Linked DNA regions of Dromaius novaehollandiae: region 2 is linked to region 1. The links are chromatin contacts, called in public Hi-C maps. All regions are on one chromosome and are shown on one strand. The core of a region is the stretch at or near the end of the contact, and the rest is flanking DNA. Distances in the headings are between cores, read along the strand shown. Region 1 holds the start of SIPA1L2 (signal induced proliferation associated 1 like 2). Region 2 overlaps DISC1 (DISC1 scaffold protein).

What was found. Hi-C and Micro-C count contacts between places; a contact is called where the count stands out from the background.
Region 2: a Hi-C map of liver shows a contact between it and region 1, with 6 times the contacts expected there. The contact joins the enhancer-like site here to the promoter of SIPA1L2 in region 1. A contact is called at or near these places in 2 of 4 Hi-C or Micro-C datasets (brain and liver).

Annotation. Positions count from the first base shown.
Region 1 is chr3:80,517,175-80,521,148 of bDroNov1.hap1, reverse strand. It overlaps SIPA1L2 (signal induced proliferation associated 1 like 2), which reads right to left and starts at 2,258. Exons shown (of 22, transcript XM_064509253.1): 1 at 1,954-2,258.
Region 2 is chr3:80,958,059-80,962,032 of bDroNov1.hap1, reverse strand. The region is part of intron 9 of DISC1 (DISC1 scaffold protein); the gene reads left to right. Among named protein-coding and RNA genes, the nearest start is that of DISC1, 140 kb to the left of the region's middle. Within about 2 kb of position 1,807, at least 1 of the 2 cell types and tissues checked has open chromatin away from gene starts, as enhancers often do.

The DNA.
Region 1 (3,974 bases), core at 1,009-3,508:
AGATTCAATTATTCCAGAGATACTACCACAAGAAGCAAATACAGAAGCAAATAATGTATTCCACTCAGTCCACTCATAGTTTGGGAAAAATACGGAAAATAAATTGCATCAGGCCTGGGTACATTCTTATATCCAGCAGGCCGTGATGCATTAGGTTTCTCAATTCAAGCCCAAAATGCATCACTCTAAAATAGTCAGGTAGAGAATCTAGGGGAAAAAACAGCTGAATGAGCATATTTTTAACACACTGTGGTCCTCTTTTAAATGAAGACAAGTCTGTCAAACTAAGTAATAACAGATTGAATTATTGTTCCATTCCATTTTAAAACATCCCTTCCCATCCAGCTGCCTTCCTTTAAAACAACCTAAATATTTTTCAGAACTATCTTCTGACTAAACTTGCTTTGGATATTGAGAGTACACATATAAAATGATGTCTACAAACAGTAAGAAGCACTGATCAAAACAATGAATTATGTCAGCTAGCAGGCAAACTTTAAATTCTGCTCTGGTCTAATCGGCACAGAACTGATCAAGAAGGTAGTTTAGTATTCATGGGAAGGAAAAAATAGACAAATACAGAATGCTAGGCTGCAGAGACAGATTAGAGGCCTTCCTTCTCTGTTGGATGTCTGATATAAGAAAGCCATCTAGTGTTAACTTTTAGAAGTGAAAATTGCGCACAAAAGAGTTCGGGAGAATTTATATGAGCAATTCTCTTTAACTTTGCAAGTCTTCTGCATCATTAGTAATAAAACTAGTTTCTGCCAGAATATCCAAACTACTAATGTGTTAAAATAATCCAGCATCAAGTACTAAACTAGCTTACTGACCTATTTTGTGAATGTTAATAGCCACATCTGAAATTTGTCAACTTCAGAGTAGTCTTTGTCAAGAGCTGGCTAAACGCTAGTTCCTCATTCACGCAGACATGTACCTTCTACGCAAAATGCTGTGCAGCACCACAGATGAGCTATGTAACTAGAAAAGAGAAAATCTAAAGCAAAGTTGATCTCAACTGGCTATCATTTAATCAATCAAACAGTTTGGAGACTGGATCACCGAACACGTAGTAAAGCATTACAATGTAACAAAGAGTGCAAAGAATACAGCTGAAAATACGGTTGGGTCTCAGACACAAGTAAACAAGTAAATTGCATTAAAATCACTTAAGAAAACGACACGGGCTAAAGAATCTTTCTCTCTGTTATTTTATATGCCTGGTCCCCATTCTACTGCCTTCCCTCTGAAAAACAAAGCCATATCCCAGAGATGTCCTATGACGACAAACTTACTCTGTAATTGCCATTATTCTTTAAGTGGGCTTCAAAGACCGAAACAACGTGACTACGCGCAGAGCTGTTAGAGACGGTCAGAGAGCACTCTCTAAGTGACTGATGACCCGATTTACACCCGTGCCGCCCCCACGGCCACCCTCGCGAGTATTATTTAGTTGGCAGGTCACAAAGCTATTTATAAAGGCGACGTGCGGGAGCAAGCGATCCCGCTCCGGCGCGGCGGGGAGAGCGGGGCGGCGGGCTAGGGCGAGCGCGCAGAGGGGGGAGGGCGACACCGTGGCCCAGGCGGGGGCGCCGCTGCCGGTGCGGGGGGCTCCTCTTCCCGCTCCGCAGGGCGGCAGACCCGCCGCTTCCCCCCGCAGACCGCCGTCCTCACAGCTGGGGCGCCCCACGGAGCGCCTGAGAAACCGAGATTCCCTCCCCCACAGCCGGCGGTTCCCCAAAGGTAGGGGAGAGGAGACAGGAGAGGGGTCCCCTCCCACCGCCTCCCCTCTCCAAACTGCCCCCCGAGCCCTTGTAGCCCTTGTCGGGAGGGAAAGCACCCGCCCGCTCCGCTCTCCTTCGCCCACCCGTCCCGTCCCGTCTCGTCCCCCGCTCCGCCCCGCACGCACTCCTCCCGCGGGGCACGGACGCGGTGGCAGGCGCCGCTCCTTACCTGCTGCTGCCCTCGCTGCGGCTGCTCTCGCCGCGGGATCCCCATCGCCCCCCTCTCCACACACACGCGCCCGCTCCTCGCCTCGCCTCTCCCCGCGCTGCTCCCTGCGAGCGGCCGCGCTCCTCGCCTCTCCCGCGGGACGAACTGTCCGCGGGGCGGCGGAGCCGTTAACGTAACGGGAGCGTCCGTTGGGGTCTCGCGCGCTGCTCCCCCCGCCCCCTTCCTCGCGCTCGCTCCCTCACGTTCTTCCCGGCGCTGGGTCTCGAGTGCGCCTCAGCCGCCGGACAGGGAAGAGAGGCGGAGGGGAGGGGAGGGGAGGGGAGGGGAGGGGAGGGGAGGGGAGGGGAGGGGAGGGAGCGGCGCCGACACACACACACGCTCTCGCTTTCCCTCACACACCCTGAGGCCCCACCCCTTCTCCCGCCCCTCCTCCCATTGGCTCGGTCGGCTCGGCCCCGGGGGAATACGAACTCCGCATTGGCCACTCGCGCTGTCGCACAACCAAAACACCAGGCCCCGCCCCGCAGCGTGCCCGCCGCCGGCCCCCTCCCCGCTTTCAGCCACCCAGGCCGGGTGCGCGGGAGGGGTCCTCGCGCCGGCCCGGGCTCCGCGGTGCGCCGTGGGGTCCGGGGCGAGGCGGCCGGCTGATGAACGGAAGGGAGCAACAGGTGGGGCGAGCTGGGGCGAACAGCCCGGGAAGCGCCCTGCCCGGCAACGAGCCAGAGTGAGCGCGGGCTGCCGCCCCGGTGCCTCGGCAGACTCGGGCGCTCGGGCGTCGCCGTGCCGGAGCCGAGCCGTCGCGGACGGCCCGGGCAGAGCGGTGCCCTCCGCAGCGCGGCGGCGCGTCCCTACCCCGCACGGCTCGTCGTCCCCGCTTTCAAGACCCTGGACAACGCCGCCCGGCCCGGCCCGGCCCGGCTCCGCGCCCCGGGCCGCCGCTCGACCGCCGGCGCCTGCCCCGCGGCCGTTAGCGCCAACGGCCGCTGCGCGCGGGCCGGGCGCCCCCCCCTCCCCGGGACCCGCCCAGTAGCAAGGAGACCCCTGTGTCACCCTCAAAAGCTCTGCGTTATCCAGTGGAAGCCCTGAAAATCAAATCATACTCAATCGGCACTGCCGTGCGAGACCCTCGGCTCGCAGCGGGGAGCGACTCCTGCCAAGTCTTTGGTTTTGTTCCCGTCCTTTAGTGTCTGTTGTTCTCACCTATAACTTCAAACCAAAAATACCTGTAATAAGTAAATGCACGGCAGCCGAGTCCTCTGAATTGCCCTATGTGTTCTGCCTCCTGCATGCGGCTTTTAAATTGCATATGGTCACATATACAGCGGTGCTTTCCTTCCATGTTGTACAGCTCTGAGCATGTTTAGTTTGCCTGCCAAATAAGCCATGGCAAGGTATCGGCATTTTCTCCGCCTCCTCCATGAGCTCTGGTAAGCAAACCAAAGTCTGGTTTTGAAATTTGAATTTCCCTGTTTCTGCTCTGTGGGACAGTTCTGCAAGGGGCCACATCTGCAGTCGTAAGACCCACCTCTACACAGAGGTTGCAACATAAAAGATGTTATCATGACTGATGTGGCTGCTCCCGTCTGCTACCCCAAATTACGAGGCCTGCAACAGCATTGGAATTAAAGTCTACTCCTACAGAGCCCTACAGAAACAATTCATGATTCTTTTATTTTCTTTAGTCCTCTCTTGCTTGCTTTCCCCTCCGCCCGCACCCACCTCTCATGAGTATGTAACTTCTGGTCGTACCAGTTTGCTCAGCTCTGGTGAGCAAGCTGCATGTTGACATTTACAATTATTCCACTGCCTTGTAAACGTCTCCTCACTGCCTACCTTTTGCTGGAAACAGAGAAGAAGGATGTAGTGGAAAGGAGCTGCCACATGTACACCAAGATCCAAAACACCCAGTGCAGGCTTAACTGTTCCTTTAATATGCATTTTAAATCACGAAATACAGTCCACATTGGTAAATTCCATCACATCACACACATTATGAGTGTTTGGATGCCTCCTTGAGTGTT
Region 2 (3,974 bases), core at 558-3,057, 440 kb before region 1:
TTTTTTTAATTCTTCCTGAGAGAAGTTGGCGTTATTTTTCTACTGGAAGGTATAAGAAGCCTCCTAGATCTGTTACTAATGTAAGAGTTCATCCCTTGAAAATAGCCCTGCGCAGTGTGTAGTAACATACACTTCTGTGTTTCTGTGGAATCAGCTGTTATTTGTCGAGCACTGACAACACGCTCAGCACCGTATAATATAAAGAGGAGGATGGGATTTCTGCCCCAGAGGGTTTGCAGTCTACGTTAGATGCACAAAACAGATTAGATAATGCTAAACGTGGCACTGGTCAGATGCACAGATTAGTCTGAAAATGCCACAGATCTTTTTAATACAACTTCCTCCTTAGATGGATGTAGTCTGTGTTTTAATGAAAGTATAAAAATATTCTTGGCTTCCCTGAAGACTTTACAAAAGGTACATCTGAATAACTGACAGGTAGGATCTATCATGCCAAGCTTAAGCTTATTGCTAAGCCAAAATATCTGATAAGATGGTTTGCCTACTGGCAAAGAATTAATTGGATTTCATACTTTGAGTCCTTTCTTTTGCTCCATCATTATTATCATAGAGTTACAGGAGGCAGAGATACAAAAGACCTATTAAGTTATCCAGGCAATAGACTTCTCAAAGCCTGGCTTCTATTACGCTTGCTTATTTCTTAAGATTCAGACCTTTCTTAATTTCATCTTGTTATTCCTAATTATATCTAGTTTGGGTCATCCTCAATAATTCATTTTCCTCACTGGCATGTATATCATTCAAATATTTACGGGCCGTTATTGTGTCCCCAGGAAAGTTGTTCCTTAGCCGACCTTTATGTAGTTAACTTTTAATGTCTTTATGTAATCAGTCTCTTCAATCACCACTTAGCATTTTTGTTGCTTCTCTAGTAACTCTCTCTAGTGTGTTATCTTTCTGGTAATGAGGTGTCCAGAACTGAACGCAGTATTTCGTGTGTGTCTGCAGCAGAGCTCAGTAAAGAGGGGCTTTTTCAGCTCTCTGCTCTGGGAACTGGTGCTTCTGCAAATGCAGACGAAAACCCCTGAGCTTTATTGTGCTAGATTGTGTAGCAAACAGGAGGCCAGTTGATTCAGATTACACTGGCTTTGTATCATTTCAGGTGATAGAGCAGTATTAGGTATGTTTTTCCATGCAAGTGTGAATGGAATTATCTAGATTTTACCTCCATATGAGTGAACTGTATTCACAGAGACGATTTATTTCTTTTATCCCCTCTTTGTAACAGTGAAATTTAAAAGCGGAACAGAAAATTAATGTTAAAATAACACTGAGGTGATTGGCAGTGCCCTGCTGTTGATCTCTCCTTTTAACATCTGCTGGCGCTCTCTGGGGGGAAGGGTTGGGATAGCAGTTATTTCTCCTGACTCATTATGGTTTATTAACACTGAATTGGATATAATGGCAGCGGAGGTGTCCCTGGGGAAGTGGCAGCTAGAAGACCTGGTGCTCTGTAGGTGTGCCTTATTTGCTTGTGATTATAAATAAATAAATCCTCCCACCAGAAAGGGTGGGGGGTTGGATCTGAGATGGGGCACTGAGAAAGGGTTAAGAAAGAGCACTCCTACAAAAAACCCTTGTTATTTTGGGGGTGCGCTGAGGGAGTCGTGGCTGTGGCTCTGTGCTGGAGTAGTTGCCCATGGCAGAGCTGGGCAGCCCTGTGGCTAGGCCTTGATGTGGGGTGGCCTCTGAAATCGCCTGTTGCCACGGGACACCTCTGTGTAGCTGGGCGATCCCAGGCGAGCGGTATAAGGAAGGGGAAGCGAAGCACAGCCCTCGCTGCGTGCTGCGGACCAAGGCCCCAGGCAGCTGCCTGTAGCACAGCACAGCGTGAGAGCTCGCAGCAGACCCACGTCTACAGACCTGGAATAAATAAATCAGGGTACATTTAAAATTGGAAAGGAAAGGAAACGATCTGAAATTGGGTTTGATATTATGTAGCTGTGAAGGCCCAAGCTCGTTATATTAAGTACTTTTTTCATATTTAACTTCTCATGAACAGGACTGAACTATGTCTAGTTAAAACTTCAGCCGGAAAGTGCAGCTGCTGATTGGGGGGAGGGTGACAGGAGGGTGGGTTTGGACTCCAAGCACCTGGGATCTGGGTTTGTTTGAAACTCCTGACTTTTGACGATGCCTTATCTTTCTTGCCTCTCATACAGGAGCAGGGAGATCATTTTCTGTTTCAGTTTATTTGACTGATTCAGTTCAGTGGCTGTTTTATTGAACACCGAGAAATTGATTGAGTTAAACTAGCAAGAAGCTTGTTTTCCCTTTTCCAGTCTGCAAATAAAACCTGGATATGGAAAGACAGGATCTGCTTGGGTGGCATTTGAGGCCCAGAACTGATTATGTCTGCTCCCTTAGTTGAGGCGATGTTGCTTTTGCTTGATCAATTTTAAATACAGTTTTGGATAAATTTGCCTTTCTTCATGAGAACACAACCCACCAAAAGTAATTAATTTAGCTAATCAATACTGTTTTCCAGTGTCCTTTTGTGCCTTTTAAAAAGGACTCACTTTCATTCAAATGAGCTTGATATAAATATCAGATTTTAAAATATCATGGTGAAAATTTGTCTTACCATTTTCCAATAAAATAAATATGAAAATAAGACTCTGGTAGGTTGTAGTTGTTTAAATAGTGTATGTTATGCCCTCGCAGAACATACAGCTTATGTTTTGACATACAGCATGATTTGATTGCCAATGAGCCTGTTTTAATGATTGCTAGTCAAAGGGAATCACTTTATTCTTTTGAAAATTAGCAAAAAAATATAAGCGCAGATTAAGACTGATTTTAAAGTCAGGCTTTGTTCTAGTTTTAATCCTGGATTAAAGCTGTCACAGAGAACAACGTGATAGTTTTAGTTCTTTTCCACTTGTAACCTGAATGCAGTGGCATTTGTATCTTTGGCCTCTTCATTGCTGTGCAAAGCCTGTCATCTTGGGTAACTGCCAGGATAAATTGCCTTTGAACTGTTCACTTCAGCAGAGAGGTGTTGGAGGAGATTGTCTGACCAGGCCCCAAACGAGTAAGCCGTGGTCCTGTTCAGCCCTTTCTGTGATAGCTTGTTCCTGGGACCTGGGGTAGTTGTTCTTCAGGGTTGAGTGCCCAGTTGGAGGCAGATCCCGTTGTTGAGCAGGATGTGTGCCAGGAGGATCTGGACATTTTATTTTCTCCTGAATTGAAGCGTGTCAAAAAGGAAGACACTTTCTGCCTTCAGCTTGGATCTCCTGCTAGTATCAAAGGAAATTAAGCCTTACAGTTGCATGTAGTTTTGTCCTTTTTTGTTTGTCTGTTTGTTTGTTTCTGCAACAGATGGCTAGGAAGGTATCATTGCAAACCTTTTGGGACGTGGAGAACAACAGAAATGAACAAAGGGCAAAAACAAATGCCATTTAACCGAATTCTCTTCTTTATTCAAAATGCAGTCCAAAGTTTTAGTTTATTTTTCAGCTTTCCAGCCAGCCTAGCATATACAGAATGCAAAAACATCATGTTGAAGGAATTTGCATGATCATCAGTCTTGAATTGAAAAGCATGTTCTACTTCTGTGCTTTATTCAGCATATCAACTGTGGGACACACTGAATATGCTAAGGGAAAAAGAGTCTGAATTAAATTAAAGAGAAGAGTAAATGATTTGCAAGTAGAGTAGCATCATTCGTTGAAGTTTCTGAAGGTTTTTTAAAGCACAAATTAATTAGTCTCTCAGCTTCTCTGAGGTAAGGATTCTTCTACATGGGGCTGAGGCCAGGAGAGACTGTTATATCATTTAGTCTGACTTTCTATATAGTGTGGGGCAGACAACAGCTCTCCTAGTGTCTCTCATTGACAACCTAACGTGGCTTTTCCTACTGCTCTTTAAAGAGTAGTTGAGAACTTGATCTAAAAGAACTAAGTTCTGCAGTGCAGATTGCTAACTTGTAGATACTAGACCTCCAGCATGTA